Regions from separate parts of the Mus musculus genome. Here region 2 is linked to region 1. Evidence: chromatin contacts called from public HiChIP or PLAC-seq data. All regions are on one chromosome and are shown on one strand. The core of a region is the stretch at or near the end of the contact, and the rest is flanking DNA. Distances in the headings are between cores, read along the strand shown.

Region 1 (4,368 bases), core at 1,028-3,527:
TGGGACTTGGTAATGTGTAAGGGTCACCCAGGTGGTACTGGTTTTGAAGGCATGAAGGGGTCACGCAGAGCAGCTGAGGCTTGGCACTGTGAGAGGCCATGGAAGGCATTGGTGAAGATGCAGCCTCAGTTGCAATTGACGGCCCAGGACTGAAGGGGTCATGCAGTGTTTTGGAGATGCCAGTACCATGAGATGACCACCAAGAGCAGCCGCAGCAGTGGAGTCCAGGCATCTGGAGCCTAGAGGATGACGTGTGTGCTACAAAGTGCATGGCTGGAGAAGTGACCCAAGCCCTTGGAGGAGCCCAGAAGATTGTGAGTTGGATCCCAGACATTGGATGGTTAGAGATTGACTTTTGCTTTTGATTGTGACTGTGCTCTGATATTTTCCCTCTTGAAGGAAGAAACTATTTTAGTGGAGCCCACAGTTAAGATATTTTTAATTGTAAAAAAAGACTTTGGATTTTAGAAGATACTGGACATTTTAAAGGGATTGACTTTTAATATGTAAAGACTGTGGGACTTTTAAAGTTGTTTAGATCTTGGGGATGAATAAGAAATTAAGGGTTGAGGCTTACTAGTGATGTGTTTGTGTGTCAAGTTGACAAGGGGTCAATTGTACTGGCTAGTTTTGTGTCAACTTGACACAGCTGGAGTTATCACAGAGAAAGGAGCTTCAGTTGAGGAAATGCCTCCATGAGATCCAACTGTAAGGCACTTTCTCAATTAGTGATCAAGGGGGAAAGGCCCCTTGTGGGTGGGACCATCTCTGGGCTGGTAGTCTTGGTTTTATAAGAGAGCAGGCTGAGCAAGCCAGGGGAGGCAAGCCAGTAAAGAACATCCCTCCATGGCCTCTGCATCAGCTTCTGCTTCCTGACCTGCTTGAGTTCCAGTCCTGACTTCCTTGGTGATGAACAGCAGTATGGAAGTGTAAGCCAAATAAACCCTTTCCTCCCCAACTTGCTTCTTGGTCATGATGTTTGTGCAGGAATAGAAATCCTGACTAAGACACCAAATATGTTCAATTATAGTCAGCTGATATTTTGATGTGGCTGAAAACAAGACTGAGTGAACTGATGCTCTAAACTGGGTGCCTCCTCTGATTCCTTGAGCAACTGTACCTAAGATGCTTTCAAATGTCTGAGACACCAGGAAGTTTGGGCCCCAATGGTTATGCATGGTTAGCCAACCAGCATGTCCTTGTAAACGTGTCTCTGCCTTTGGGACACATGAAGATCAATGCCTGTTTTCTCCCCGTGATGTGCTTGTCTGCAGAATTCTTGCCTTTCCATTGTTATGATGGGTGCTATATAAATTATCATCTGGAATTCTGTAGCACACCTCATAGGTAAGGAATTTTTTTAAATTAAATATTCAGAATAAACTTTTCTTGATTCAAAAAAGAGTAACTTGGAAATATGTTGTCATAGTGTTCACATTCAGAAATATAACAATATTTCAGCAATAGAGAAAAAAATGCATGTTGTTTTAATTATATCCATTAATATGAATATATTTCATGTACTGACACCATACATGTAGGTTTTGATTAAGCATTAAAATTATGCTCACAAATATATAGTCTATCAAAATTGCAATGTATTTCACAGCTGGCAGCAACATCTAGGAAAAATATTGTAGATGATATATCAAATGTTTTGCATTTGGATACTACCCTGAATAATACTGAAAAATATAATTAAGTTGTTAACGATTTGTTTTCTTATGTATATGGGTGCTTTACCTGCATGTGCCAAACATGTGTGACTCTAATACCCACAGAACTCAGAAGTTGTTGGGTCTCCTGGAACTGTAGATGTTTCAATCCATCATATAAGTTTTATATTGAGCCAACTTGTGCTGCAAGAACAAGAAATGCTCTTCACTCCTGGCGCATCTTTCCAAACAGCCCATGAAAATTATAATTTTAGCTAGATTATGCACTTTTGTAAAGATCACATTTAAATTTTTCCCCTTTCCTTTATCCATCTTTACAACTAACTCACTCCAACTACATAGTAACTTTCACGTATACAGAGGATGAATTTCACAGAAGTATGACACAGAAAATCACACACACACACACACACACACACACACAGAGAGAGAGAGAGAGAGAGAGAGAGAGAGAGAGAGAGAGAGAGAAATTAAATGACATGTATTTATTCTCTACAAAAAAAAAAAAAGAAGAGAGTTCATTAGAGTTCATTATTGCCTGGTCCCTGGTCAGGAAATCAGCTGGTGGATGTTAAGAGCCACCTGGGATAAACAAAGACTAGCATAGCAGATGGCCTTCCTGGAGGTGTCCCACCTCTTTTGTATGTCCTGCCAAGGTTGAGCTCTATGAGGCAAGGTTCAAAACAGAATTCATCCCAGTAATGCTTTTTTTTTTTTCAGGAATGTTTCTTGCAGATGATATGCCTTGCCTGTCATTATTAAATTAATATAGTAATCCCTGGGCATTAGCCAACCCTATCAATTAGATTTCCTACAGATTAACAAAAAAATGAATTTTCATGATGAATTAATGATTCTATAGAATTCCTGATTTGATTAAAATAATTTTAGGAAGAAAGCTTTAAGAGGTGGCTTTAGTTGCTTTGCTAGAAAGATGTAATGAAATTAGACTAAAAATAGAATGGGGCCACTCAACATAACAGTAAGTAAAAGCTGCATAATAAGAAATACAAGAAATCCCTTTGGTTGGCGCCAGCACCAGGTCACCTGGGCAAGGAGTCGGTGGATACCTCCAAGGTCCCTAGAGGACAGCTTCTGAGGCAGACCCCGTTTCGTGCTCCAGACATCCTGGCACCTTCCCTTCCAGAGGAGAGGTGTCCCAACCCCCCTCACCACCTGCACGGGAGGGCTTTGCCAGCGCACCAGGGAAAGCCATCTTGGTTCCCAGATCCCTCAGAGACTAGTCTGCCAAGGTGAGAGTGTTGACTACAGAAGCTAACAGCTTCAGGGACAGGCCCAGTTATGGGCCTTCATCTTCTGCCAGGAGGGAGGTCCAAATGCCAGATATTTGTGCACCTTTCCTGTAAAAGGAGAGCTTGCCTGCAGAGAGTGCTCTGGCCACTGAAACTCCGGAGAGAACTAGTCTCCCAGGTCTGCTGGTAGAGAATAACAGAATCACGAGAGGAACAAGCTCTAACCATAGACAACTATAACAACTAACTCCAGAGATTACCAGATGGTGAAAGGAAAATGCAAGAATCTTACTAACAGAAAATAGAAATCCAAAACACCATCAGATCCTTCTACAAAAGGGTTTAGTGCAGAGTTCTATCAGACCTTCAGAGAAGATTTAATTCCAGTTATTCACAAACTATTCCAGAAAACAGAAGCAGAAGATACTCTACCCAATTCATTCTTTGAAGCCACAATTACTCTGATACCTAAACCTAGACACAACAAAGATAGAGAACTTCAGACCAATTTCCCTTATGAATATTGCTGAAAAAAAATACTCAATAAAATTCTCGCTAACTGAATCCAAGAACACATCAAAACAATCATCCCTCCTGACCAAGTAGGTTTCATTCCATGGATGCAGGGATGGTTTAATATATGGAAATTCACAACGTAATCCAGTATATAAACAAACTCAAGGACAAAAACCACATGATCATATCTTTAAATGCAGAGAAAGCATTTGACAAAATCCAACACCCATTCAAGATAAAAGTCTTGGAAAGATCAGGAATTCAAGGCCCATTCCTAACCATGATAAAAGCAATCTACAGCAAACCAGTAGCCAACATCAAAGTAAATGGTGAGAAGCTGGAAGCAATCCCACTAAAATCAGGGACTAGACAAGGCTGCCCAATTTCTCCCTACTTATTCAACATACTACTTGAAGTCTTAGCCAGAGCAATTCGAAAACAAAAGGAGATCAAGGGGATACAAATTGGAAAGGAAGAAATCAAAATATCACTTTTTGCAGATGATATGATAGTATATATAAGTGACCCTAAAAATTCCAACAGAGAACTCCTAAAACTGATAAACAGCTTCAGTGAAATAGCTGGATATAAAGTTAACTCAAATAATTCAATGGCCTTTCTGTACACAACAAGGATAAACAGGCTGAGAAAGAAATTAGGGAAACAACACCCTTCTCAATAGTCACAAATAATATAAAATATCTTAATGTGACTCTAACTAAGGAAGTGAAAGATCTGTATGATAAGAACATCAAGTCTCTGAAGAAAGAAAACAAAGAAGATCTCAGAAGATAGAAAAATCTCCCATGTTCATGGATTGGAAGGATCAATATAGTAAAAATGGCTATCTTGCCAAAAGCAATTTACAGATTCAATGCAATCCCCATCAAAATTCCAACATTAAAAAAAAAAAAAAAAAAAAA
Region 2 (4,368 bases), core at 1,235-3,734, 270 kb before region 1:
GGAAATTACCACCCATATAGTTCCAATGGGGTTCAAGACATAAGCTGGACTGGAGACCAGGCTGTCTGTGCGTATCCCGTTGCCCCACACAGGTGAGTAATATATGTGAGACTGATGCATTCAAAGCTGAGAAAATGAATGATGAATACTGAATGTATGTCCTCAACAAAAAAGTCAGGGCTCTTACTTCATGAGATATTTATTCATCCTTTGAACTGGGTTTTTGGACTTTGAGGCAAAATAAACTTTTATGTAGCTTTGATGATGGTATTTTATCAGAGAAACAGGAAAAGTAACTAAGGTAAGGAGATAGTAGGGCAAATAACTAGAAAGAGGAGCTTTTGCTCCTTTTTACACTGAAGATAATCCTTTCCTTAGACTTCTATGAAGGAGACTCATGTCCTCATGTTGAACTTCTTGATCATGCATCTTAAACATCCAATATCATAATGCTTTTGTGGGCAGATCTTAGTGATCCTACTCTTTCTGCATCTCCCATATTTAGCTCTTTCATATTCATTCCTGTTTATCTGTCCCTTCTACTTCCTTGATCTCCACTGACCTAAATACTATCCTTGAAAATTATATTCTCAATGTCTCTGTGTAGGGGAATGCCAGGGCAGGAAGGCAGGAGTGTTTGGGTAGGGGGAGCACACTCATAGAACCAGGGGATGGGGGAATGGGATAGGGGGTTTCCAGGGGGAGACCTGGAAAGGGGATAACATTTGAAATGTAAATAAAGAAAATACTCAATAAAAAAGAAAATTATATTCTTCTTGTTGCTGAGGCAGACTTGGTGGTGGTACAACATGGCATAGAACATAAAATTGAGGATCTATTAAGAGTTTATTAGGAATTAAATCTCCAGTTTTGAACGTGGTATCTTATGCGATGAGAAGTCACAAAGATATAAATAGTACCATGAAGCATACAATGAATAATATGAAATACTTACAATACAAAGTGAGCAACGAAGGGAACTCAGGGAACTCAGAATATTCCTGGTACTATAAGGCTTTGATTAAAGTTCTTTGTTAGAACACAGATACCTGTAGGAACAAGATTACCTAGGTGAAGATAAGAGACTCATCCTTCCAGGCAATCCTGACTCAACATCGATTTTAAGTGTTCCTCATGTCCACATCAAGAGCATTTCAGGATCAGAAGAAGAGTAAGTATTTTTGTGATAAATAACATCAAAACTGAAACATGAAATGATTGTAAAAGAGACAACCCATAAAGGGGATAGAAAGCTAATTGTTTTGTAACACAGTGATGGACATTTTGCATTTGGTGAAGAATATGTACACAGAATATATTTGGAAGTATAAAATCTTATAAAATAACTGCTTCCTTTTTTTCTATTTGTGTAGAAATTCATTGAGTTCTATAGATTTTGATTCTGGATAGTTTGGGTGTGTAGTAATATTATTTATCTTCAAATTTTTATGATACAATTTAGAATTTTCTTTTTCAAACCTATATGAATATATAGTCCTTCTTTAAATTTTTGGGGTTATTTAAGGATGCCAGTCATCCTTTTTAATAGGAATATACTCTAGAAAGAGAACTAAAGGAAACAGAGAGTGATAAAAAACAACATAGGACTTTTATAATCCCACTGAATCAGTTCTTTGACCAATAAAGAGTAACATGTTGTCTGAAGGCATATATATATATTTTTTTTCTATTCTTCACTGTCTTGGATATGTGAGTCCTCTATGATTTAGGGTGAGTCTATTTGATGAGCCAAAATAATACTGTAGGTGGCTCCAGCCTTGCATACCCCAACTGATTTGCATGCAATCAAAGCACAGCCCACCTCTGGGAAGATTTATGAGAGAGTTTTTACAGCATGTATAGAAGTCATTCTCAGTGACGATAAAGCAACAACCTGCTTTCTGAACTACTAGCCCTTCTGTTACTCTGCTTTTCAAATCAGTAAGACATTAGTGGAGTACATTGTTGTGAATGCTGCCTGGCTTTTTATGGAAATTATCTTACTATAGGTTACTATAGTTAGTTAACCTTACTATAGGTTAACACTGTATTCAACCTCAGGTGTAAGATGTAATACCCAGATGAACCAGACTCCATCCACTCTATCTGCATCTAGTGGAGAACAAGTAATTATCAATTGTTGAGCCAGTGAGAACATTAATAGTTGGTCTTCCTGGCACCAGCAGATACCAGGGAATGCTCCTCAAATATTGATCTATAAGGCATCCACCTTGCATACTTGGGTCCCATCGAGGTTCAGTGGCAGTTGATCTGGGGCAGATTACTCTCTCATCAGCAGCAGCCTGCAGCCTGAAGACATTGACACTTACTATTGTGTACAGACTAAGAGTTTTCCCCTTACAGTGATACAAGTCATAAGAAAACCCTCTGATTATTCAGCAGTGTAACTCTGAGCTGCCTCAGCTGTTGCATGAAGTGTCTGCACCTGTTAATACTTATAATACTCTCCTGGGATTTGAAAACCACTGTGAGAGTTGAGGGACACTGGCAGTGTGATCTGTCTGCTTTTAATTCTCCTTTCAATCCCATGGGTGTAGGGGTGTTAAAATGTCACACATTTTGCTCAAGAGCAGTTTATTTTATGTAATCCTAGCTGTGTTGTTTTTGCAATTCATTCAGTAAGGAAGATTGTTCATTTAGAGAAGTGATATCTGGATAACAAGATGTTCATGGGCTGTGAATTCCTATTGGATTCTGTGATATTGCTTGAAACTTACATTTAATGTAGTTGACATTAGCTTGGCATATAATTATGGTAGGTTTGAGAAATCTCAGTTTTGTTTATGTCAAAGGTGGAGGAAGTAGTTCAATGGGAACAGACCTTGGGTATATGTTATATTTCGCTATTTCAAACATAACTATTGCTTTCAGACCCACCATGGTATAAATGGTGTTACTCATAATGCCTTCCCTCTCAATAAGGCCCCCAAATTGAGAAGATTGTTCAAATTACATCTGTGCTTCTTAAGTTGTTTCTGTCAAGTACTTTCATTATGGCAATGCAAAGGTCACTAACACTAGGGAATTATTATTTCCTATCATTTAAAGAAAGTTAATAAGTTTGTGGTTCTTAGTGATCATTCACAGTATACCTGTACAAAGCATGCTTTCTTTCTCTGATGATTGAGTGTTAGTACTGTTTGTTTCATAAAACACTACTCTGTGAATTTCCAGCTCCTAAAATATCAACCTATGGAACTTTATACAAATGATTAAGGTTTCCATTATCTAGAACAGGACTGAAAATGAGAATGTTATACAAAAGCAGAATGTGGGAAATATAATATTGGAAGTACTGGTAATCATAGAGTTGACAGTAGATTTTTTTTTATAAGTAAGCATCCTTATTGAGTATCACAGTGAGTAGAAAAGGAAGAATGGCATTGACTACATAGCATTCTTATTCACATTTTCATTTCTTAATGTGCAAATAAGCCAATACACAATCAAGAAGACAGAGTGCTAATTCTATTTCTAATTAGCTGGCTGGTTACATAGATTAGAATCTGTTGGTTTATTAACTATTTTGACCAATAATTTGTTTTTCTAATATAATCTTCCATAGTATTGTTTATTTCAGCACATTTTAATGAGATTTGAGAATCAAATTAGGAGCGAACAGTATCAACCTGCAACTATAAGCAGATGGTTGAAGAGATGTAGAATATAGAACTACCTTGGTCATCCTATTGCACTATACAAACAAATTTCTGGAGAACATGTTCAGCCATGTTGTTTTTTATTGCCCAATGAGCCAATGGTTTCTAGAAAACTCACATAATCTACCTGACATATAGCAGCAAATTTTCTGACCTTCAGATACCACCTTATAAAAGACAGTTAATGGATATAATACAGATTCTACATTTCTGTATTAGAGTGCCTTTTCATGTGTAAAGTACCCTCACTTTGCTATGTAAACAAAACTGATGGTGCAATGCAGATGTATATAATGACCTATGCACTGATGAGCAGATATAAGTTTCTGTGCTAAAGAATCAGCAGATAATGAAACAGAGTTAGGCTGTTGCATCTATGAAAACTTGAGAATGTCCTGGTAAACCAGGTTGCATCTGAAAATAGTATCAGGCAATAGAAGCTACAGCAATTCAGACATAGTGACAGCCATACGTTTTCACATTTCTGTTATTCTAAGTGGTTTATGTTCTGACTTGCCCCACTATGAGGAGAAAACTCTATTAGTGGCAAGAAGGGCAAGGTGAAACACCTTTAGACACCAGGCTTCTAATGATGAAGGTGAAATCTGGCCACTGCCTTTGAACCTCAATGAGACCGAATCTTTCAAGTTAGATGAACCACAGATCAAGAATTTTGGAGATTTTTCTG

The links. HiChIP or PLAC-seq counts read pairs in DNA pulled down with a chosen protein or histone mark.
Region 2: a RAD21 HiChIP or PLAC-seq map of pro-B cells shows a contact between it and region 1, with 5 times the contacts expected there. The contact joins two enhancer-like sites. A contact is called at or near these places in 2 of 15 datasets of contacts at CTCF or cohesin (large pre-B cells and pro-B cells) and 1 of 115 datasets of contacts at active chromatin or transcription factors (large pre-B cells).

The regions. Positions count from the first base shown.
Region 1 is chr6:68,207,945-68,212,312 of GRCm38.p6, reverse strand. It overlaps Igk and the pseudogene Gm4873. Among named protein-coding and RNA genes, the nearest start is that of Gm25833, 320 kb to the left of the region's middle. Within about 2 kb of position 2,277, at least 6 of the 459 cell types and tissues checked have an H3K27ac peak or open chromatin away from gene starts, as enhancers often do. A contact at or near this core is called in pro-B cells, where this site is marked.
Region 2 is chr6:68,479,412-68,483,779 of GRCm38.p6, reverse strand. It overlaps Igk, the pseudogene Igkv15-101-1 and the pseudogene Igkv15-101. Among named protein-coding and RNA genes, the nearest start is that of Gm25833, 51 kb to the left of the region's middle. Within about 2 kb of position 2,484, at least 11 of the 459 cell types and tissues checked have an H3K27ac peak or open chromatin away from gene starts, as enhancers often do. A contact at or near this core is called in pro-B cells, where this site is marked.